Regions from separate parts of the Rattus norvegicus genome. Here region 1 is linked to region 2. Evidence: chromatin contacts called from public Hi-C data. All regions are on one chromosome and are shown on one strand. Each heading gives the region's core, a stretch centred on a gene start, on an enhancer-like site or on the middle of the called end of the contact. The rest is flanking DNA. Distances are from core to core; before and after follow the strand shown.

Region 1 (5,754 bases), core at 1,698-4,197, 95 kb after region 2:
GGCACAAGGATGGCAGATAATGCCTACCCAGAGCTCTGGTAGGTCTCATTAGGTTCCTAGCCAGCTAGGAAATGTCCAACTCTACTCCTGCCTGGTACCCAGACACTTAACCACCTTGAGTTAACTTTTCACATTCTAGTCTTCCCCAGAATCGTAGAAGGGGATCTTTATTTTCCTCATTGCTCCAACATGAACACTGTCTTTTTTAAAAAACAAGAAGTTAGATAGTTCTAGTGTCGATGTATTATAATTGAAGTGAAATAAAGTAAGGAAACATAAAATCCCATGGACTGGAACCAGGCAAAATAGGCAATAGTGGATGTTCCTTAGATGCTCTGCAGACACAGACCTGCCAGGGGGAGCTGGCTTTTCCTAATTTGGAGCTCAGAGACCAGGGATCCTCAGAAAGCAGTGCAGTCCAACAAAAGAGTAGGGCCCTGCATGGCAACATGGGAAGGGGTGTGTAACTGTGCATCACAGGCACCTGCTCAGAGTAGACATGGCTTGTAGGATACTCGTGGATATGGTGTGGTCAGCCATGGGAGTGCCTCCATCAGAGAGCAAGAAGCATGAAGGAAACAGAAGAGGCCAGAGAAGAATGTTGAGAGCCAAACAGGATGGGTGAGTTGTGGAGGCTACTGTAAAGGTTAGAGAGACGAGAGAGAGAGAGAGAGAGAGAGAGAGAGAGAGACAGAGAGAGAGAGACAGAGAGACAGAGAGACAGACAGAGAGGGAAGGAGGGAAGGAAAGGGAAGGGGAGGGGAGGAAGGGAGGGGGAGAGAGAGAGAGAGAGAGAAGAAAGGAAGGAAGGGTAAGAAAGCCAACCAAGCAAGCAGGGAATGCACAGAGGACCTCAAAGACTCCATTGGAGAGTTCAAAGTTATTTATATGTTCCAAAAAGTTTTCTTTTCAGAATCAGATCCATGCTTTTGAAAACTGACACTTGCAGAATATTGGAGAGTGGGTTGGAAGAAAGAAGAAAGTGGAAGAAAACTGAGCACTTGCAACATGGGAGGGGTGGCCCGAGGGAGAGTGAGAACCAGGAAGGCTGAGGTTGTACAGCTCTGGCCACATTTAGACAGCAGAATACACAGGGCGAGTTGCTGTGATGGGAACAGGGATGGATCAAGATGAGCCAGGGTCACTGCCAAGTTCTGGTCACCACAACTGAGAGGAATATAGCATCAGCAATGTGAGAACCCAGAAAGAAAGGCACACTTCTGATAAACAGATCAGCTTTAGGTGGATGCATTAAAAATATCTCTGGAAACTTTCAGCCAAGATCTTTACTGGCTACTTAGATATGTAGTTCTGAAAAAACAAAACAAAACAAAACAAAACTGTGTTCTATTCATAAAACTGAGGGTAGCCAGCATATGTCCTGGAAGATGAAGGCAGCCGTAGATGCATTGGACCTGAGTAAGAGAAAAAGGGATCCCAGTGTGCCCAAGCTCTGGAGGAAGACAGATTGTCACAGTGGGTCAAGAGTGGACAGAGCACATCAATGAAGTATGGAAATAGTCCTTAATTGAATTAATTAGAGTAGCTTTCATTAGTGGGCAAACATGCCCTGTGGTGAATATCATATGCATGTTAGCTAACTTTTGGCTACTATAGAAAATAGCAGAAATATGCGGTTCTGAGAGAGAAGGGCTTACTGTGCACAGCTCGTGGTTTGTGAAGTTAACTCGCTCCATTAGGCTCTGTTCTTGGGCTTTTGATGAGGCCCAGCACCATTGTGGGAAGTGAAGAGGAGTGTACCAACATCCTTTGCAAGGGCACAACCCCCCAAGTAACCTAACTTCCCAATGTTCCCTAATAATGCCATCAATTGGGGACTAAGGTTTCAACACATGGCCCTTTGAAGGATATTCAAGATCCAAACTGCAGCAGTCATAGTACCATACGTTATTCAATCCTACATAAGGTAAATAACAGTAACACTCAGTTCACAATTAAAAAAAAAGAAAGCTGCAACTTGGACAGATTCTATGACCCTCTGCGGTATCCATGTGGAAGCCTCCTATAGCCGGTAGATATTAAGAACATGAAATGTGCAATCAAGGGACTTATTTTAATATTAACTCAATTTTACATCGTATTAATTCAAATTTAATAACACAGGATTGTGCCCTTGGAAAACATTTTAGAATGTTTAGAATTAACTAAATACAGATTCATTATTTCCAATGGGAAAAAAAATGGTTCTGCAAGTGATAAAATACTGGGTTTGAAGACAGAGAGAAAAGAATGTGAAATATTTCATTAATAATTGCTCACATCAATTGCATGTTGAAATGATATTTTGGATATATCAGGTTAAGCAAAATTATTAAAATTAATTTTACCCGTGTTTCCTCTCTTCACTTTTCTTACAAAACTACAAGAAAAAGAATTCAGTTCCGTGAGTGGTTGTCACAGGTTTCCCCAGCGTCAGCCTGAGCAGCCTTTTCTGGAGAACTCGCCAGGCACAGTCAGCACGTGCTGGTTTGCGCCATTCCTGGGGTGGACTGACCCTCTCCGGTGCCCAGGACCAGCGGGTTTTCCTGTTTGCCTTTTTGAACTCTGTTTTCTCTGCGCCTTGGAGAGCCAGGGGCTGTGATGTCACTGTATAAACAGAGGGAAGGGTGGGGGCAAAAGCGATGCAGACGAGGGTGGAGGAGGCCGGACTGGAGGATGGGGGTGGGGAGGGAGATGGTAAAAGGTGGCTCAGTCTAGAGTGCAGGAATGGCTGGGGACTTTGTCCTCCGTGATTAAGAAGCAGAGAGGTATCCTGGTCCATAAACTAGGGGGCGGGGAGGAGGGGCTCAGAAAAACACGGGTCGCCTAGAGCTAATTCCCCTGATTAAAAATGCATTAGTTTGGAGGTGTCAGGGACACGCAGCTGTTTTCAAGGCAAGCCTGGCTCCAAGAGGTCCTCCCCGGCCAGGCCGCCTGGCGGCTCCATCCCGGGCTGGATGTCAGGGAGCGCAGCCTGCCGACGCTTGTCCTCTCACTGACAGGGCCCTGGCCAATGTCCTGCTGCTGAGGGTCGTGGTAATTTACATCCTCTCTGTGTACATTAACTTATCTGCAGCCGCGCTGGCTGCGCCGTTTCAGTCAGCCTGTCTCCTGTGCAGCCTGGGAGACTTCCCGCGACCCACCGACAGTCAGGGGGTGCAGGGGGAGCTGGCCCGCGAGCTCCCCAGCCCTGGGAACAGAAACCCACGCCTGCTTCTGACCTGGTCCCCACGCAGGCCTGGCCTGGGGGAACAGGAAGGGACAGCTCGGGCAGGGCAGAAGCAGGAGGCTAATTCATGACTCATGACTCATGGGCAGACTCCTCTTCAGTGACAGCCGGGACAGTTCCTGGTTATTTGTAGCCCCCCACCCCACCCCACCCCCGCTTTCTTTTCGCTGTAATTAAGCAGTCATTTGAGGGTCATTTCATACCGGTTGTAGGCTCCCCATTTTAATTATGCTCTAACTTTCAATGGGGGCAACAAGGGAGTGGAGAGGGAGGCATGGAGGCCAAGAGGGTAATCGTCTCTGAGAACGCGTGCACTTTTCATAACTCTTTCTGCATGACAGGCCCAGGGTGCAGGCTTGGCAGCCTGATGCTCTGTTTCAGCACAGGCCAAAGCCCTCTTCCCTGACACCAGTGGTCTTCCCTAAGAAGAGATCTGGCCCTGTTTGGAGGCAGATGTTGGATTTTCTCCTTTCCCCTCTGGCACCACACTAATCATTCTCTTTAATCACTGGGGCTTTTTAATGAGGCCAAGTAGGTATTTATGGAGCCGTCTACTCTTTAAATGTGGACGTTTGATAAGTCATTTATAACTTATCGCGGGTCAAGCCAGAAGAAAGGAAGTGAGAATAAAATAGAGTCCGGAGCCCGCTAGGAAAACTCCGCATATCTTTACGTGCTAGACGGTACCAAGCCCTTGTGACAAATGTTCAATCTGTCAGCTGTGAGCCGCAGGAATGTCCAGGGTCTGTCCCGATTGGGTGAAAATTCCCTAGCTGGCATTCTGAGTTCCCTCTCCTGTTTTCTCCCTTGGCTCTTTTTTATGAGTTCTTTGGACATCATCGTGAACTGCCGTTCTCTGGCGGATTCACACAAAGTTCCTTAAAGAACACTGGTGGGACACAGATGTAAAATAAAGGTCTGGGAGGGAGTTAAACTGGAAAGTAAGAAAAGTCGTTGCAGAGTAAGTATCCTGTGCTCACATTTTACCTGATGTCATTGTTAAAGCTGGGGTTTCTCGCAGCAGCAGCAGAGAATGTATTGACTTTGCTATCTCCTCGATGTTCTGTTGATAAATACATCCCACCTTTGTGTCTGGGGGCCGGGGGGAGGGAGCCAGCATATAGCACATCTAAGAGAACTTGCAGAGGAGCAGACCAGCTCTGCCAAGTTCAAGTGTGAGTTACACTCACGGGGGTCATCATCCTCTTACTGCACCACTAGGCTTCCAACATATCTATTTTCATTATTAATAATAATGCAGCTAGTAACAGTAATTGCTAAGCAAGATTTGACTTATCTGTTTCATGCAAGGTACTGGGTATGTTTGTTCTTACAAAGCTCAAGTCCCCTCGGCTCTCAAAGCCTTGCTCCTTCATGAACACACAGATAGGAAGCACAGCCACAGAGAAGAGTGTCAGCAGACAGGATACCTAATCAGCCAGGCTTACGAAGAAGAAAAAAGCACCTACCGGCTTCTCTGATAAAACTAAATGAAATACAGGATGCTGTATACAAACCTCACTCAAACAATACACTAATCTCCTGTATAATCGTGGCCGTGCAGCAGCTATGGAGTGTATATTCTGCAGTCACGAGTAAGTATGACACGGGAACCAGGAAGAGTTTTAGAGGCCGTTATCGGGAGCTTGTATCTCTATGTAACCATGGCATAGTATTCAATGTATTCTCTAAATGCACACAAGTGTAAGTATGTGTCCCCCGAAGTATGAATTTGAAAGGATTTCATTCCCAATAAGTGAAATGTTAAGGAAAGGACCCAAAGAACTACCTTAATGAAGGGCTACTTAATGACACAAATGTAGCTGAGGGGTGGCCCAGTCTGGAACACACACGCACACACACGTACGCACATGCACATGCACATGCACACACATCTGCACACTACTGGTGTGTGCCTGGGATTGAGGCAGCCAACAAAATGTTTATTAAACAGTTAATATTTCTCATGTCAGTAGTCCAAGATTCCAGAGCAACCAAAATTTAGACTCTCCGGCACCTCTCATACGTTTCCGTCTGTATGTCTCCTAGAAAGATAAAACCTTCAGGTAAAGGTTCCATATTTCTCGATTTTACTATAAATATTTGCTGTAAGGTTTATGATACATACTCCACATTTTAAAACTGTGAAGAAACCAAGTCCCCTCTGGAACAACTTATTGCTTGAAACAGTGTATTGTCTCAAAGACTACGATCACACCAAGAAAAAGAAAGGTCTCAGAAAGTTTTTTCCTGACTGTAAAACTCACAAGCACTACCACTGTACCATATAAATGAGGAAGAAGCAATCTTTCTGCTTAAAAATATGCATATGTACATGCATACTACATAGAATTTGTTATAAACTTGTATAATTTATATATGCATATAAAAATTTTCCTAGCTAAGTCTATAAAGAAGGTACAACTCAAGCCATAAGTGTGGGAGAAAGATATAGGTGTCCCTCCCCTACTTCTGCACGTGGGGGGGATCCTTCTTAAGAGACAGGCAAGCCTGATGAATCTCTT
Region 2 (5,962 bases), core at 454-2,953:
GCTGGAAGTCTGTTCTTTTGAATCTGAGTTGTAAAGCACGCACATCAAAACCAGCACGGGCCTCCTCACATGCGTCACCAACGGTACTCCTCCCACATAAATGTCAAACACCAAACGTGCTCTGATTTATTTGGCTTGTTTTTTTGTCTTAAAAAAACAAGTAAACAATAGTTGTAGAATAAGACCATATTCAAACTCTGTAATGAATAAGGGTGTGCTTCACAATGAGAGGAGAGCATGATTGACAGGGGAACAATTTCAAATAATCATACAGGAGAACGTAGTAGAGGGAAGTTTCAGTGGAGATGCGGTGGCTATGGAATCATTGTAAAGGAGGATGCTGCGTGAGTCTGAAAAGGGAAACTTATTCAAGTAGCCACATACAACACATTTAGCCTCTGAATGAGACTCGTAGGCATCCTATACCCAATGCATCCCTCTCGTGGATCATCTAAATTCTCATTCTGAACTTGTTTCTCTTCCAGGGTTTCCTAGTACATTCCCAAGAATGGGAATAGTTTTGACATTTCTGACATAACCTTGGGGGAACCTGAAGACATTAAACCAAGACCTTACGTTTCCCCAGCAGCTGTCAGACGCCTGTCTAAACAGTCTCTCGCTGATCTACATGAATTCCCTTGAATACCACATGCATGTTCTATTTATATGTTTCCTTGTCCCGAACAAGATTTGGCCCCATTGTGTGGGAGCAACATGGAGAAAGAAAAACAAAGTCTATCCACAGAAAGAAAAATGGAGAATGTGGGAGCTTGGAAGAACTTACATACTTTGTTTGGGGTGATGTAAGAGCCTTTGAAACACCTAACACACACATTCAAAAAATGTTGAGGCTTACCAGCTCTGTCAAGTGGATTGTCATTAAAAGGAGAAAAGTAAACACTGGCTGGCCTGTCCCCACCCTTTCCACTTCCCTCACCAGCCCCCGAAGAACCTAGCAAATTAGTACAGACTCCATTTGGGTGGAATTAAGGACATGTCTGTTGAAGGGGGTGGGTATGATGGAGAGGTGGGGGCCCAAGGGAGGAAGATGAGGCTGGGATAAGGCTGGGTGAGCCACCCTGGTGTTTTAAGGAGGCACGGGGAAGCCAGGATGACACTTTATGGATTGGGAGTAATGTTCAGAGAATTTGGCATTTCTGCCACAGGGCGCTGACTGCCCTGCCAGCAGCTTTCTCTCTCCCTGCTGGTAAAGTGCAGGAGAAAAGGGTTAAATAAATGTTTGTGATATGATAAGGTGCTGGTTTACTCAAGGAATGACAGATCATTGGCTCCAAAGGCAGTCCTGACAAATAGTCCACGAGAGCTGGCTCTCCCCTCCAGTGGTGTGATCTCCTCCCAGGATTCCGCTCTTTCTGAGGACTAGCTTGCTCTGGGAATTAGGAAGAAGGATTTCCCTGCAGTTAGAGAGGGACATGTTGGCGCTGAGGGCTGCAGCCTCCAAGGCTGGCTGGGAACTGGGAAGGGCTGGACCTGGGGAAGCTTTTCTGGCCAGGAACAACCCCTCACTGTTGGCCCAGCACACAGTGCCAGTTCTAAACAGCACCCTGGGGTCCTGCTCCCTATCCCAAGGAGGCACTCTCTCCTGCTCCCCACAGAATGAGGAAAGAGTTTACTCCCCAGGAATGATGTCTTCTCCCAGGAAATTCTGCTGCTCTGCTTGCCTGTGATCACAGACTTTGCACATGCAACAACTGTGTGACTCCCTGTCAACACTCATGCCCAGAGCATACATGCCTTCCCCTGAAAACCCTCTCTTAGCCCCATGAACTTTCTTCTCTTAGGCTCTAGTGATTTTATAGCTATGAGAATTCCTTCCAGATCCCCAAACAATGAGATAGTCACAGGCAGCTTATGCCCCTGGCATTGCTGAAAATCAAAGGTACCTGATCTGAACACCCAGAGCCAGTCAGATGCTGAGGCCATGACACCATGCTGGGAACTATGACTGGTTCAGCCCCTACCCTATTTCCTCATCATACTCTGAGTTGGCTCCAGACCACAGAGCCAGCGTTCTGGGCCCAGAGAGCTTTCCTTAGCACAGTTCCCTGTCTCTACTCACCCTTCTGGCATGCGGTGGAGGCTGCTCGAATACTGGCCGAGTAGAAGGGTTCACACAAGATGTTTGGCATAGTTCTCATTTAAAAGAGCTCAGTGCCAAGATCAAACACCAAGGGGGAAAACAGAAAGTGTCAGGATATCACTGCTATTTTCTTCAGGACTCTGGGAACTACTGTGTGGTTTTCACAATAGTCCTGTAGACTTACCAGCCTGGTTCCCAGTTTACAAGACACCAGGCACCAGCTGGAGAGCCCAGTGAGTGAGTGCCCTTCAGACATGGTGACTCAGGTTAGAGCTGACGTTATCAAACCTCCATGTTTAGGCTATTTTTATGATTGTATTCAGTGCTAATAGGGCTCCTTGAGCGGACATAGTCATGTGCTCATGCTTAAGGGCATGAGATAAGACTCTCGTCCCCAAGAGCTTACTGACTGACTTTTGCAAAAACCAGATGGCAGAAAATGGTTTCCCTCTGCCCATCAGCAGTGATTGAGGGGGTGGAGATGAGAAGGGAGCAGTCAATCCATAAGTCTCTCAGAGTGGGACCTCTGCTTTAACGTCATTCCTTGTGATGCTTTACTGCCTCTCTAGCTATGAAAGTTCAAAATAATTCTAATAACAGTTTTATTAAAGGCTAATCAGGTCATGAAGATGTCTCCTACCGTTTACAAACATGAACACTGGACTGCCAGCGGGGACACAAAAAGTGTTGAATGGCCCTATCAGTCATATCTGAATTAAATGCTGTGAGGATGGGTCATAAGGATCTTCTTAAAGATTTACCTTCTGTGCCCAGTGGAGCAGCGGGAACCAGCGTTCTCCACCCACACACCAGTATCAACTAACCTCCAGGAAGCCTTCCTACATGTGAGTCAAGGAACGCCCTAGTCAACCTAAAACTACCTGTTGCTTTCCGACAATGAGTATCAGCTTGCTATGGCAATGTGAGAATGATCCTCTTATCACAGGTGTAACCCCAGGGATGAGTTAAGGAGGTAATTGGGCACTTGTTTTGTCCTCATCTACCTTTTTCAAAGCTGACCCTGAGGCTGAGAAGAATGGAAATAGTAGACATGGGTTGCAATGATGGGCGTGCCAGCAGGAAGCGTCAGGAAGCCACAGTACAGTGTATTATGAGAAGGCTTTCACTGATGGCAGCCAGCAATATGAAGGGCACACCCAGAGCTCTCCTTCCCTAAGAGCAAGGTGCTGGGCACAACTCTGTCAGCTCCTCTTTGGCATTGGTAAGTTACTGCAGCCCCTTCCACCTCAATACTGCCACCCTTGCCCTGTAGGTTCCCTTAGCCAGGACAGGTTCCAAGATGGGTTACATGTGCTTGTGGTGCAGCCACCAAAGTGTGAGCTTGATGGAGGGAACCACGAATGCATAGGAAGGAACCTGGCACAGTCTGCCACAGGTTTCCTTCCTTCTTCCCCCCTCAGTCCTTTCTTCTTTCCTTCCTTATATTGAGAAACCCTTTTGAGAGAAGTTAGTGATGTGTATGAATCTGCCTGCTGAGTGGAATCTTAGGGGATGTATCTTAGGGGAGAAGGGAGGGAGGAAAGGAAGTGGGTAGAGAGAGAGGGAGGGAGAGAAGCAAAGAGCTCAGCTGAGCCTTCATAGCCATACTCCCTCCTCTAGCTGTTTGCTATGCAATCTCATCAATGTACCCAGACTGTCTCCAACCATATGCAAAGGGTTGGTACCCACAACCTTGTACACAAACCAAGAGATTCTCCTGTGTGTTTGCTTGACTCTGCATTCCCATCCCTATGTGTCTGGCAGTGACAGGTTACCTGATTAACCTCCAGGGAATGGATACAAAGACTCACACTTATCTCTTCTTTCTTTCTTTCCTTCTTTCTTTCTTTCTTTCTTTCTTTCTTTCTTTCTTTCTCTTTCTCTTTCTCTCTCTCTCTCTCTCTCTCTCTCTCTCTCTCTCTTTCTTTCTTTCTTTCTTCCTTTCTTTCTTCTTACTTAGTTTTTATCCAGAACCATAAACTTAACTTTATAATTCAGCTAAACTTAGAAGGGAATCCCCTCCCCTTGCATCTATGAAGGTGCTCCCCAACTCAGACACCCACATCCACCTCCCTGCCCTGGCATTCCCCTACACTGGGGCATTGAGCCTTCACAGGACCAAGGACTTCTCCTCCCCTTGATGCCAGACAAAGACATCCTCTGCTACATATGCAGCTGGAGCCATGGGTCCCTTCATGTGTACTCTTTGGTTGGTAGTTTAGTCTTTGGGAGCTCTTGGGGGGTGGTCTGGTTGGTAGATATTGTTGTTCTTCCTATGGTGTTGTAAACCCCTCCAGCTCCTTCAGTCCTTTCCCTAACTCCTCCATTGGGAACCTTATGTTCACTCCAATGGTTGACTGTGAGCTTCTGCCACTGTCTTTGTGGGGCTCTGGTAGAGCCTTTCAGGAGACAGCTATATCAAGCTCCTGTCAGCAGCACTTCTTGGCATCTACAACATTGTCTGTATATGGGATGGATCCCCAGGTAGGGCAGTCTCAGGATGTCCTTTCCATCACTCTCTGCTTCACATTTTGTCTCCGTATTTCCTTTAGAAAGGAGTCATTCTGGTTTAAAAATTTGGAGATGAGTGGTTGGCTCCATCCCCCAAGCAGGGGCCTTGCCTGACCTCTGAATATGGTCTCTACAGGTTCTCCCTCCACTTTGTTGGACATTTCAGCTAATCTCATACCTGTTGGGTCCTGGGAGACTCGTGCTTTCCTGTCGTCTAGGATTTTCTTGTGGCTACTCCCAGTTCCCCATACACCATTGCTACACACCTCTGTTCAATTTCCTGACCCTCTGTATATCATCCCTGTCTCCGCCCATACAAGATTCTGCCCGCTTTTCCCCTCCCCCTACTCTCTTTCTCCCAAGTCAATCTACTGCCTGTGAGTTGTCCCGTGGGTATTCCAAGCATTTTGCCTAATATCTACTTAGCAGTGAATACATATCATATGTGTTCTTTTGTGACTGGGTTACTTCATTCAGGATGATATTTTCTAGATCCATCCATTTGCCTGTGAATTTTATGAAGTCATTTTTTTCTAATAGCTAAGCAGTATTCCATTGTGTAAATGAATCACATTTTCTGTATCCATTCCTCTGTTGAGGGACATCTGGGTTCTTTCCAGCTTCTGGCTATTATAAATAATGCTGCTATGAACATGGTGGAGCATGTATCTTTGTTGTATGTTGGAGCATCTTTTGGGTATATGCCCAGGAGTAGTATAGCTGGGTCCTCAGGTAGTACTATGTCCAATTTTCTGAAGAACCTTCAGACTGATTTCCAGAGTCGTTGTACCAACTTGCAACCCCACCAACAATGGAGGAGTGTTCCTCTTTCTCCACATCCTCTCCAGTATCTGTTGTCACCTGAGTTTTTGACCTTAGCCATTCTGACTGGTGTAAGGTGAAATCTCAGGGTTGTTTTGATTTGCGTTTCCTTGATAACTAAAGATGTTAGGACATTTCTTTAGGCGCTTCTCAGCCATTCAATATTCCTCAGTTGAGAATTCTTTGTTTAGCTCTGTAACCCATTTTTAATAGGGCTATTTTGTTCTGTGGAGTCTAACTTCTTGAGTTCTTTGTATATATTGGATATTAGCCCTTTATCAGATGTAGTATTGATAAAGATCTTTTACCAATCTGTTGGTTGCTGTTTTGTCCTATTGACAGTGTCCTTTGCCTTACAGAAGCTTTGCAATTTTATGAGGTGCCATTTGTTGATCTTAGAGCATAAGCCATTGGTGTTCTGTTCAGAAATTTCCCCCTGTGCCTATGTGTTCGAGGCTCTTCCCCATTTTCTCTTCTATTAGTTTCAGTGTATCTGGTTTTATGTGGCAGTCCTTGATCCACTTGGAC

What was found. Hi-C and Micro-C count contacts between places; a contact is called where the count stands out from the background.
Region 1: a Hi-C map of the A7r5 cell line shows a contact between it and region 2, with 2.1 times the contacts expected there. The contact joins two enhancer-like sites. A contact is called at or near these places in 2 of 12 Hi-C or Micro-C datasets (the A7r5 cell line and liver).

The regions. Positions count from the first base shown.
Region 1 is chr18:2,858,119-2,863,872 of GRCr8, forward strand. No RefSeq gene overlaps it. Among named protein-coding and RNA genes, the nearest start is that of Rbbp8, 340 kb to the right of the region's middle. Within about 2 kb of position 2,948, at least 25 of the 93 cell types and tissues checked have an H3K27ac peak or open chromatin away from gene starts, as enhancers often do. A contact at or near this core is called in the A7r5 cell line and liver, where this site is marked.
Region 2 is chr18:2,764,783-2,770,744 of GRCr8, forward strand. No RefSeq gene overlaps it. Among named protein-coding and RNA genes, the nearest start is that of Gata6, 310 kb to the left of the region's middle. Within about 2 kb of position 1,704, at least 22 of the 93 cell types and tissues checked have an H3K27ac peak or open chromatin away from gene starts, as enhancers often do. A contact at or near this core is called in the A7r5 cell line and liver, where this site is marked.